Linked DNA regions of Gossypium arboreum: region 2 is linked to region 1. A link is a contact called in public Hi-C data. All regions are on one chromosome and are shown on one strand. The core of a region is the stretch at or near the end of the contact, and the rest is flanking DNA. Distances in the headings are between cores, read along the strand shown. Region 1 holds the start of LOC108480599 (MFP1 attachment factor 1-like). Region 2 holds the start of LOC108482082 (cyclin-D3-3-like).

What was found. Hi-C and Micro-C count contacts between places; a contact is called where the count stands out from the background.
Region 2: a Hi-C map of leaf shows a contact between it and region 1, with 5 times the contacts expected there. The contact joins the promoter of LOC108482082 here to the promoter of LOC108480599 in region 1. A contact is called at or near these places in 2 of 5 Hi-C or Micro-C datasets (both in leaf).

What each region holds. Positions count from the first base shown.
Region 1 is chr1:78,240,440-78,245,684 of ASM2569848v2, reverse strand. LOC108480599 (MFP1 attachment factor 1-like) reads right to left here and starts at 3,333. Exons shown (of 1, transcript XM_017783649.2): 1 at 2,481-3,333. The coding sequence starts at 3,165. The coding sequence ends at 2,692.
Region 2 is chr1:78,515,414-78,520,906 of ASM2569848v2, reverse strand. It overlaps LOC108482082 (cyclin-D3-3-like), which reads left to right and starts at 2,135. Exons shown (of 4, transcript XM_017785189.2): 1 at 2,135-2,766; 2 at 2,849-3,050; 3 at 3,171-3,307; 4 at 3,376-3,842. The coding sequence starts at 2,326. The coding sequence ends at 3,588.

The DNA.
Region 1 (5,245 bases), core at 2,084-4,583:
CATCCATTTCTATTGTTAAAAATTAATCATTATATGTCAACATGAAGTACATGTGGCGATCCAAGTATAACTGTTTGGTTATTCTATCAACCACACAAACTTTTAATAGTAGAAATGAATGTAAATTTTAACAGAAATGACCAATTTACTCTTTAATCTAGTGCACAAGGGCTATTTTGCTATTCTTCTTCTTCTTCTTTTCTCCTAGTACAATGACCTCCATGATATCTTTACCATGTATTTAGTGCCCTTATTTTTCTCTATATAATTAAAATATAATTTTCAATATTTCTTTTATTATCAAAATTGAAATATGAATGATTTATGATATATAATGATTAAATTTGCAATGGTGAACTATATAATCACCATAAACTTGATGAAAGAAATTCGAAAGTGGAAATATAATATCGTAGCCAGGAGTTGACATGCAAACAATGGCATATACATTTGAATATTAACCTCCCCAGACTCAGAACTGCTTTCTTTCATGATTCTTAGTGAATACATACATATTCATGTATATACGTTGTAGCAGAAACACATGTTATTGGTGTTGAGAATATGATCAACACTAGACATAATGCATATTAAAAATTCACTGCACCAAACTTGAGCCACCAGCTCGTTATGTATGATTAATTCATAAGAATCCATGAGCAAGTGTCACAACCCTAGTACAAACACTCTAGTACTTATGATTTATATTAGATTAACTTGAATTATAAGCAAAGAGATAATAAAAAGTCAACTCTATTTTATAAATTGGTCAATGTAATTCGATTTCTTTTTTGTACTCATTACAAATAGGAAGTGCGGATGGCAACAATTGAGTTGAAACTCTAGTTCTTGAGTGCCAACAAAGACCTTAACCACTACTTCCTTCTTATGTTGTTGGATCAATTTGTACTGATGAGATTCAACTATAAATAGTTGAATAAAAAATCAACCCTCCTTGCCCTCCTTTGTATCATTTATCATTCAATAATCAAATTCAGAAAGCATTTACTCCTAGAAATAAATGCAATTGCTTTTTCTGAGTGTTCTTACTTTCCTAGGAAATTTGGAAACAAACCATGCAGGCTCGTGACGTGCGCCTATCACAAGAAACGTATATAGCTAGTAGATACATAACTATTCATAGATATACAAAAAATGAGTACCGCATGCCAAGGATTACACACAGTAATATGGAAAGCCATGACCTGTCAAAAGCAGTCATGGTTCAAAAGAATCATATAGATTTCCTCCTTTCCTACAGAACTATATACGCAAATGCAAGAAAAGAACTGAAAGGATACAAGTGTAACATAGGCTTTTCGAGAAGAGTAGCTTACAGAAATCTTAATTGCCAAAAACCTTGCTTATATAGTAAGATGTACTGTATCAAATGTGAAGAAATCTCCAGCTAGGAGGAGCATGATATCAACAACTTAAAGACAGATTATCTCATTTACCTACAAAAATGAACAATTGGAATGGCCATCCACCAAAACTATAGACATCAAAAGAGAAATAGGGGTTTTATATTACTTCAATCAAGATGGTAGCTGTAGGTGTTGGATCAAGAAAGCCGACAGAAATTTGACTGCATTGTGATGGCAACAAGATCCTACACATTTACATTGATATGCTTTTCTAAATGTTCAATAAATGCAAAAAATGCAGATTGATGATTGGTAGCAACCATAAGAAAAAAAGTACGAAGCAACTCAACATTGAAATGCAGCAAGAAAAGAAATTCACCATTGAGAAAAAGAAAATGACATTCAAATCACCCAAAGAAACATACTGTGAAGTGTAAACATATGTTACATACTGTGAAGTGTAAACATATGTTACATAATTACTAAACGTGAAAATAGCTTGAGCACTAAAAACACGAAGGCTTCGCTAAAGCATGTGTCTATATTCAATTCATATCAACTGTTTGCTCAGATGACCGAGAGCCTATACATACCAGTTCATAAGAACATGCAGTTTCAATGAAGATCTACTCATAGTTGTTCTTTAGCATTTATACTATCCCTTGGAAGTTAGATTCTAGCTCACAGCAGATATCTCTTTTAACTTTCACATCTTGATGACTCTAGTATACCTAAGAATCTTTCCTAATACATTAAGATTTTGAATCAACAATTACTTTTTCTTTTTCTAAAAAGGGATTACAATAAAAGCAAATTGAATAAATATTAAGATTTAAGACCATATATCAGATCTATATAAAATACAGAAACCTCTATTGCATAGAACCTTATCTACACATCAACTCGTACAAGACTTTCAAGTTTCAACTTGATTGCTCTGGTTTGTTGAACAGATCATGGAGGAACACTAAGTGAATAAAGGTACAGAATACTTATGAGTTAGTTGGGAAAAATCATTAATGAAGAAAATCTCTAGCACCCTTTAAGCTGCATTTTGCACTGTATCAATGAATAAAGCAACAAACACCAAGAAACTCATAAAGATCAAGCACATTTCCACAAGAAAACAGAAAACCCTCAAAAAAGAAGAGATAAAGAAATGGTATTACAGTTACAGATTTTATTATCGTCGTATATAGGCAATTAAGCATCTCGAAAAATCCTGAGCCAAGCAGACAGATCTTTAAAAACCCTAGCAAGACCGATCATCAATCTAAAGAAAAGCCCTAAAGAGAGAGAAAGAGAGAAATGAGGATCCTTAAACTCAAGCCTCCGCCTTCACGGACGACGATGAAACCTCCTCACCATTCGCTGCTTCCGTGGCTGACGGAGCATCGGCGGCAGCGGCAGTAGCAGCGCGAGATTTGACAGTATCGAGCATACGCTTGCTGATCTCCTTGGAATACATCTGAAGGATCTCGATGCCATCATCGTCGGGGGAGAAGGCCGCACCGGCGACTGAGAAAGCCTCCTCCTCGATAGATTTGGCCAGGGAGGCGGCCTCGTCCTCGGGGATGGTGCCGTAGCGTTTGGAAAGTACAGATTGGGAAGAGAGCGTCTCGACAAGACGGTTGATAACGGCATCGCGGGTTCGTTGAGTGGGGGGCCAAATTCGGAGAGTAAGATTATTGAGCTTGGCGGCGGTTTCATCTATTTGGGATTGAGCCTGAGTCTGGTGGGGCTCCGTTTCTGCGGTGGCTGAGTCTTGAGCAGTGGTGGTGGATTCAGTTTCGGCCATTTCTTTTGGTTTGGAACTTTTGGGCAGTGACCGGAGAGTAATGGGGATTTCGAGTTTGCGAGGGGAAGTTCTTTTAAGCCAATAAAAAATTAAAACAATAATTAGTAATTAGTATATAAGAAAGCGGATTGAATATGGGCCGAGCAACTTTCCTCATTTGTATCTACATTTAAAATGCTCTAAAATCTAGATGCTCTGGCCTTTAAATTAATTTGAAGTCTTTATTTAATGTGACCTATGTTACATATATATATTTATTTATTTATTTATTTTATATTATATAATTATATAGGTAAGTATTATTAAAAGATAAATAAAATATATAAAATATTCTAAAAATTATATTTGTATAATATTTAAAAGATTATTATGTTGCTTATCCATACTTTCTATAATATAATTTTTTTTTGTTTTGATATCTAAAAGATGGATATCAATTATTTATTTATATTATAAATTTAATAAAATAATGTTATTTTGAATTCTATAATAAATAATATGTATTTTGTAACTGCTTTTAAATATATTTATTTATTATTTACAATGTTATAAGTGATTCAGTAATATTTTTGTTTCGGTAGAATTATATATAAAGTAATTTAAATATATTTTAATTAATAATAATTTAATTATTATTATTTATTTTAAATATTATTTTAATAAAATTTTATCATAATTACAAATATCACGGTTAAATTATCATAAAATATTTAATGTGACAATTCAAGATAAACCTACAAAGAAACTTTTTATTTAATGTCATGTATCATAACTAAAGTAATGCCTCATATGCTACTTTCGTAATGTTATTAATAAAATATTTTTTATGATTTTGGTTTTAATATAATACTAAATTATGGCAAACACATTATGTATAAAAATAAATATCATTTTTGGTTAAAATGATAAAATTCAAGATAAATATTAAGATGTCTTGATTTAAATCCAGGACATATAATTTTTAAATTTATTAAAATAAAAAAACATATATACCTTTAAATATAACATATGTTGTTTTCCAAAATTCAAATTTTAACATCACTTTTTTTCTAATTGCAACGTCAACACTAGCTAGAAGACTCATAAGCAAAGCTAAATCACCATGCTGAAATTATCTATTTGACTAATTGTATAAAAACTACATTCATAAACACCCTGTTTGATTCAATGTAATTACAACTCAATTCTATGAGCCCACCATAAACCCTTGTTTGGTTTAATGGAATGTCTATTATAGGTGTTGTTGTTTAGTTTTCTATTTCCACTAATCACTGAATAGAGGTTGAATAGCATTCTTTGCCCCATCCTCTGAGTTGTCATTCAGAGCACGGTAGGAATGTTGAAAGATTATCTTTTTTTTTTTTCATTTTGCCCTCATTTTTTCATCATCGTCCTTTCCTGTAGTTTTAACTACAACATCCATTCACTACCTTCTCCATTTACAAAGCCTTAAACACCATTGCCCCTCACCAATTTTTTTTAATCTTTTCCTTATAGGAATCGAGATCATAGAAATTTCTCAATTAGGGGCAAAATATTCAACGAAAAAATCCAAACTCAATTTAAGCCTTGGCATCATTCATTTCAATTTTGGGTTCGAGCAGATGATATTTATACTGGCTATAAAGTCCCTACTTTATCTTTTTTTTTTTTTTTGATTCTTCTTCTTGTTAATTTGATAGTTTTTGATTGTTGGGTCATTATTGAAATTATAGGTGTTTCAACTTCGAGTGAGTTTTGTGAAGGATCCACAAAAGCAACATGTGTTATGAACTTGGTGGGTTTTACCTTAGGGTATACACATTGATTGGTTTGAAAATGGTTCAAATTTAAATGGGTTTCTTTCTACTTTTTTTTTAGTTTATTTACTATTTGATTCTTATTGATTGATTTAGTTGTTCTTAGTTCTTTAAACTACAATCTTTGTTTTTTTGTTCTTTCAATTCAATTAAAATGGGTTTGTCTGTTTTTACTTTTTCTGTAATGCTTGATTCTTATTGATTGCCCATTTTTTTGATTTCGTTGTTCTTAGCTCTTTGCAAATTACATGTGACATCCCAAAATTGACCCTAGTCGGGAT
Region 2 (5,493 bases), core at 886-3,385, 280 kb before region 1:
TATATATTTTCAAACTTAAATTGATAAATATATATAATTTCTTAATAAGGTACTAATTAAAAGTAATTTTGCAAAGATTTTACAATCAATCTTTTTTTTTCCGAATAAGTGCTAATTTCTTTTTATATATACTAAAAGGAGAAAAATCAGATTAGATGAACACACTAATTCCTATTCTTAAAATGTAATAATTATTTTGACTAAATAGGTGAATATAAAATCAAAATAATAAACATCTTTAAACTTTTATTATTAATATATCTTTATTTTTTCCTATGTCAAATATATTAATATTAAACAACAGTTTAATAAATAGAATAAACCCACGAGATAAAAAAAATTACATTTTATATTATTTTAAGGGACGCATATCATCTCTAGACATATAGAAAATTTGAAAAAAACAAAATTAAATACTATACATTTATACCCGAATTAGAGTAAAATAAGACTGGCGATATTTAAGTTAATGAATGTCACGTGTTGAAGTAATTGTGTTGGTATGGCCCATAATTCAGGCGTTATTAATTTTCAAAATAAATTTTTTAGAAGCGATAGAAATTAAATTATAATTTTATGTTAGTAAAAATGTAATTTTATTATTTTAATATATTATATTTTTATAATTTTAAAAATTAAATTAAAATATTATTAATTTTTGGGATTAAGTTATAATTTTATCTTTATTAATTTAAAATTTTAAAAATTTAAAAGATTTAAATAAAAAAATTCATTTTAAGGAGGCTGAGCCCTGCCTATTCCCTAGCTACACTTCTGTATTAGGGGTGGAGATGAAGATAATACAATTTAAATTCGTGTTAAACTAATATTTAATAAGAGATTTAATTACGATTAGATACAAATTAAAATAATGAATACGTTATTTAAATGATTTATTAGTTGGGGAACTGAACCAATCCATTAAGGGAGAAAAGTACGTCCCTCATCTTAGTGCTATATTCAATTTTTATTACAACACGGTTATATTTATTTAAAATACTTCTATCTTTATCACAAAAATTTGTTTATATTTATCTAAAATAATAATTTCATTAAATTTTGACAAAACCTAGACTTTAAAATTATAAGAAATGTTTTTAACAAAATTTGATAAAACATGATAAACTTTAAAACTTTTATCTAATTTTAGCCTTTTTTCAATTTAAAAATTAATAACCTCAAAACATACAACTTTTTTTTTATTAAAAATGAGATTAGTGTATTTTTATAAAAAAATTAACCTAATTTAGCATTAAATTGATAAAATATATATTTCTGAAAGTTAAATTAATAAAAAATATAAAATTTCTTTAATAGGGTACTAATTAAAGTAATTTTTGCAATGATTTACAACCAATTTTTTTTCTGTGTAGGTGCAAATTTCTTTTTATACTAAAAGGAGGAAAAAACCAAATTAGATGAAAACCAACTTATCAAATGCTATGGCAGCATTATCGAATATAATGATTTTTTAAATAAATTCGAAATTATACATTAATTATGATTTAATGTATAATTTGATACATGAACTTTAATTTAGTACAATTGTACATAAGAAACTTTGATTGTAGTTCAAATGTATACATAAAATTTTAATTTTGATTCAATCATACATATTTAAAGAAATAAATATATCAATTTATTTTTATATTAGATAAATATAATTATATGTGTATGTAATACATAAACATAAAATGATGTTATATCAATAATTGTGTTAATAATTTATAAGAATTTGATCAAAACAAAATTTCATATATAAAATTACACAAAACCAAGGTACTTGTATTGAGTTGCACAATAGACTAAAGTTTATGTATAATTTTGAGATTTATCTTTTTTTGGAACAATTTTATTATAAATTCGATTATATCTATTTTTTACACAATAACTAGAATTACTCATAACTTGTCCTAACCTATAAATAGGGGGATAATACGCTTCAACGCATTCGAACTCTCGTCCTCCTATATTAAATATATTAATATTAAAGAGATAAAAAATAATTATTTGAAAACAAAATTAGAGTAGAATGAGAGTGGTGATATTCAAGTTAATGAATGTCACATGTTGTGTTGGTATGACTAATATTTATCATGGTAATAAAGATATTTTGACATGGATTTTATTCATTATTGTGATAATGAATAGGTTATTTAAATGAGTTGAGCCAACCCACTAAAGAAGAAAAGTACGTCCTTCGCCTTAGTGCTTACTTCCCTCAGTTTTCTGAAGGTTCAACCTCGCTCTTTCTTTTATCTTCTCCTCTGTTATTTTATAAATGAAACCAACATCTTGAGACATTATTCCTTGGGTGGATGAAAAATGGCTTTCAACTCTCCATTTGTTATCGATTCTCTTTATTGTTCAGAAGACACAGGAGAAGACCACTTTGTTGAAGAAAGTTGTTTCAATAAATCAAACCCATTTCCAATCTTGTTAGAGCAGGACTTCTTGTGGGAAGATGATGAACTTTCCTCCTTACTTTCAAAGGAAGAGCAAAGTCAAATGTACAATTGCCTTCAAACCAATAGGAATCTAGCTGTGGCTCGCTTTACTGCTGTGGATTGGATGTTGAAAGTCACTGCTCACCATTCCTTCTCTGCTCTCACTGCTGTTCTTGCTGTCAATTATCTCGATAGATTCTTGTTTAGCCTCCCTTTCCAAACTGACAAACCATGGATGACTCAACTAGGTGCTGTTGCTTGTCTTTCTCTAGCAGCCAAAGTGGAAGAAACCCAAGTGCCTCTCCTACTGGACTTACAAGTTTGTACTTTAAGTTTTCATTGATTTTTTTTTTCTCATTTGATTCAGCTTATCAATGTTGGGTTTTTGCTCATCTGTTTAGGTGGAGGAGAGCAAATATTATTTTGAGGCCAAAACAATCCAAAGAATGGAGATTTTGGTACTCTCCACACTTCAATGGAAAATGAACCCTATAACCCCAATTTCATTTCTTGATTACATTGCAAGGAGGCTTGGGTTGAAAGGCCATGTTTGTTGGGAATTTCTCAGGAGATGTGACCAAATTTTGCTCTCTGTCATTTCAGGTTTACACCCTCCCTCCACATCCCCCCCCCCAAAAAAAAAAAACAAAAAGAAAAGAAAACCTTTCTTTCGTTTATCAAAATCATGAATTGAATCTAAATTCCTGTTAAATTCATTGACAGATTCAAGGTTTTTGTGCTACCTTCCTTCAGCAATGGCCACTGCTATAATGCTGCAAGTTATGGATAGCGTTGAGCTTGAACCTAATCTTAGAGTACAATTCGAAAACCAGCTTTTAGACAACCTGGGAATTAACAAGGTACTGTTTTGTATTAATTTTGTCTACTTTTTTTTCCAATGTTCATCCTGGGTTCATGTTTGAAACAGGACAAGGTAGATGAATCCTGTAAATTGATAATAGAATTGACAAAAACAAGAGAGGAAGGCAACCAATCAAAGAAGCGCAGATTCAAGTGGATTCCTGAAAGCCCAAATGGCGTAATAGATTTGTTGTTTATTTCTGATGAATCCAACGATTCATGGGGAGTTTCATCACCAGACCCTGTTTCCAAGAAGATCAAAACTCAGCTCCTTCACTAAATTTCCCGCTTCACAATAATATTTCTCTTTCTTTTTTCTTTATTTAATTAAAAGATGCAAGTTAAATTGCTTCCCATCTCTGCTTATTTTCTGAATCTGAAATGTGTGGTTGGTGAGAAAATTTGCAAGCAGAGATGGTTTGCATTTTAACCGGAACAATGTTAACAAAGAAATATATGAATATAGGTAATGCAGAGTCCTTTGCGATAATGTTTTAATCTTCATAATAATGCTAATTTCAGAAGTTAATAAAATTTTTTTATTTTAAATGTCACATTTTTATACTATTCATAAAAGAATGTCCAGATGACTGAAAATACACATGGAAGTGTGTATATTATACTTTTATACGTATTTGTTGGTTTGCATGCCATGGAAGGAGCATTTTTGTCTTGTCGGCCACCGGCAGATTTTGTGACTGTAATTTTGGGGTTTTGACCTCCTTGGAACATATCTTGCTTATTCATTACTTAATGTTTGATCTTAGACCGTAAAGTATTTATGATTGTGTAAAAAAAAAGTATTAAACATCTTATTATACCAATAAAAATACATACATATACAAAACTTATAACAGGCTTCTCATTGTTTATTAATGGAGTAGACCTTCAACTATTTTAGCAGCAGCTTTTTTTTTTTATATAACCATAATTTTAACTGTTAATATTTATATTTTTATCAATTTAACCCTTATTTTTTAGTTAAATTTAGTCTTAATTTTTTTAAAAAGTAAAATTTGATTATTAATCTTTTAAAGAGTTAAATTGATTTTTTAATAGAAATACTGACTAAAACATTACGATAATTAATGTGTACTTTATTTTTTATGAACTTTTATAAATTTTAAATTATTTGTTGAAATGACATATAAAATAAATAGTATCATGCTAACATAAACTATTATATAAGTTGTCAAATCAATATCGTTAAAAAGAATGTTTTAATTAATATTTCCTTGAATAATATGACTCTCTTTGAAATATTAATAGTAAATTAAATTTTTTAAAACAAAACTAAATTGAAAAAAAAAATATTTAAGGATAAAATTCTCATTACTCCTTTATTTTATAAGAGGAAAAAAGGTTTGTTCAAGTTGCTAATTTGAATGCAGTAAGTATATGGGGACGCCAAACCCTCCAATGCAAAGTCAATGAGAGCTACCCTACTTTTGACAATGAAATGCATCCCCCCATCACCAAAGATTAAACTGTAATTTTATAGGTAAAACTATACAACTTTGTAAAATACTACAATTAGAGCCTTTCCATTGCTTTACGATTTTTCCCACCCAACGTCTTGTTTCTGCTACTACAAAAATCGATCCAAGTTCAAATTTGTTGAAGTTACATAAAAGGACAGCAGCAACAACATCTTGCTTCTGCATTCTACCAATTTAAACTCTCTTTTTCTTAATGAATTCTACCACTTTAAACTAAAGTTAGGGAATCAAGACTTGACTTTATTCTCAAACTTATTATTATATAATATTCATAGCTCTCTATATTTTTGTTACTAAATTTTCTTATTGTGCTAAATTTGACTTATACTAATATATCGATAAAAGTATTATAAAGGTCTTTGTAATAGGAGTCAGATTATATTTTTTTTCCCTTTTAAAAAATTGGACAAATTAGTTACTGTACATTAGATCAAAGAGCAAATTAGTCATTTCTGTTAAAAATTTCATCTATTTATACTATTAAAAACTAGCATCTCTAATAGAATAACTAAATAGTGACATATGACATACCACATGTATATCATTCTGACCTATAGAGACCTGTTTTTAATAATAGAAATGGATGAAATTTTTAACTAAATGACTAATTTACTCTTTAATTTAATATATAATGACTAATTTATTCATTTTCTAAATAGAGAAGATAAAAGTACAATCTACTCTTA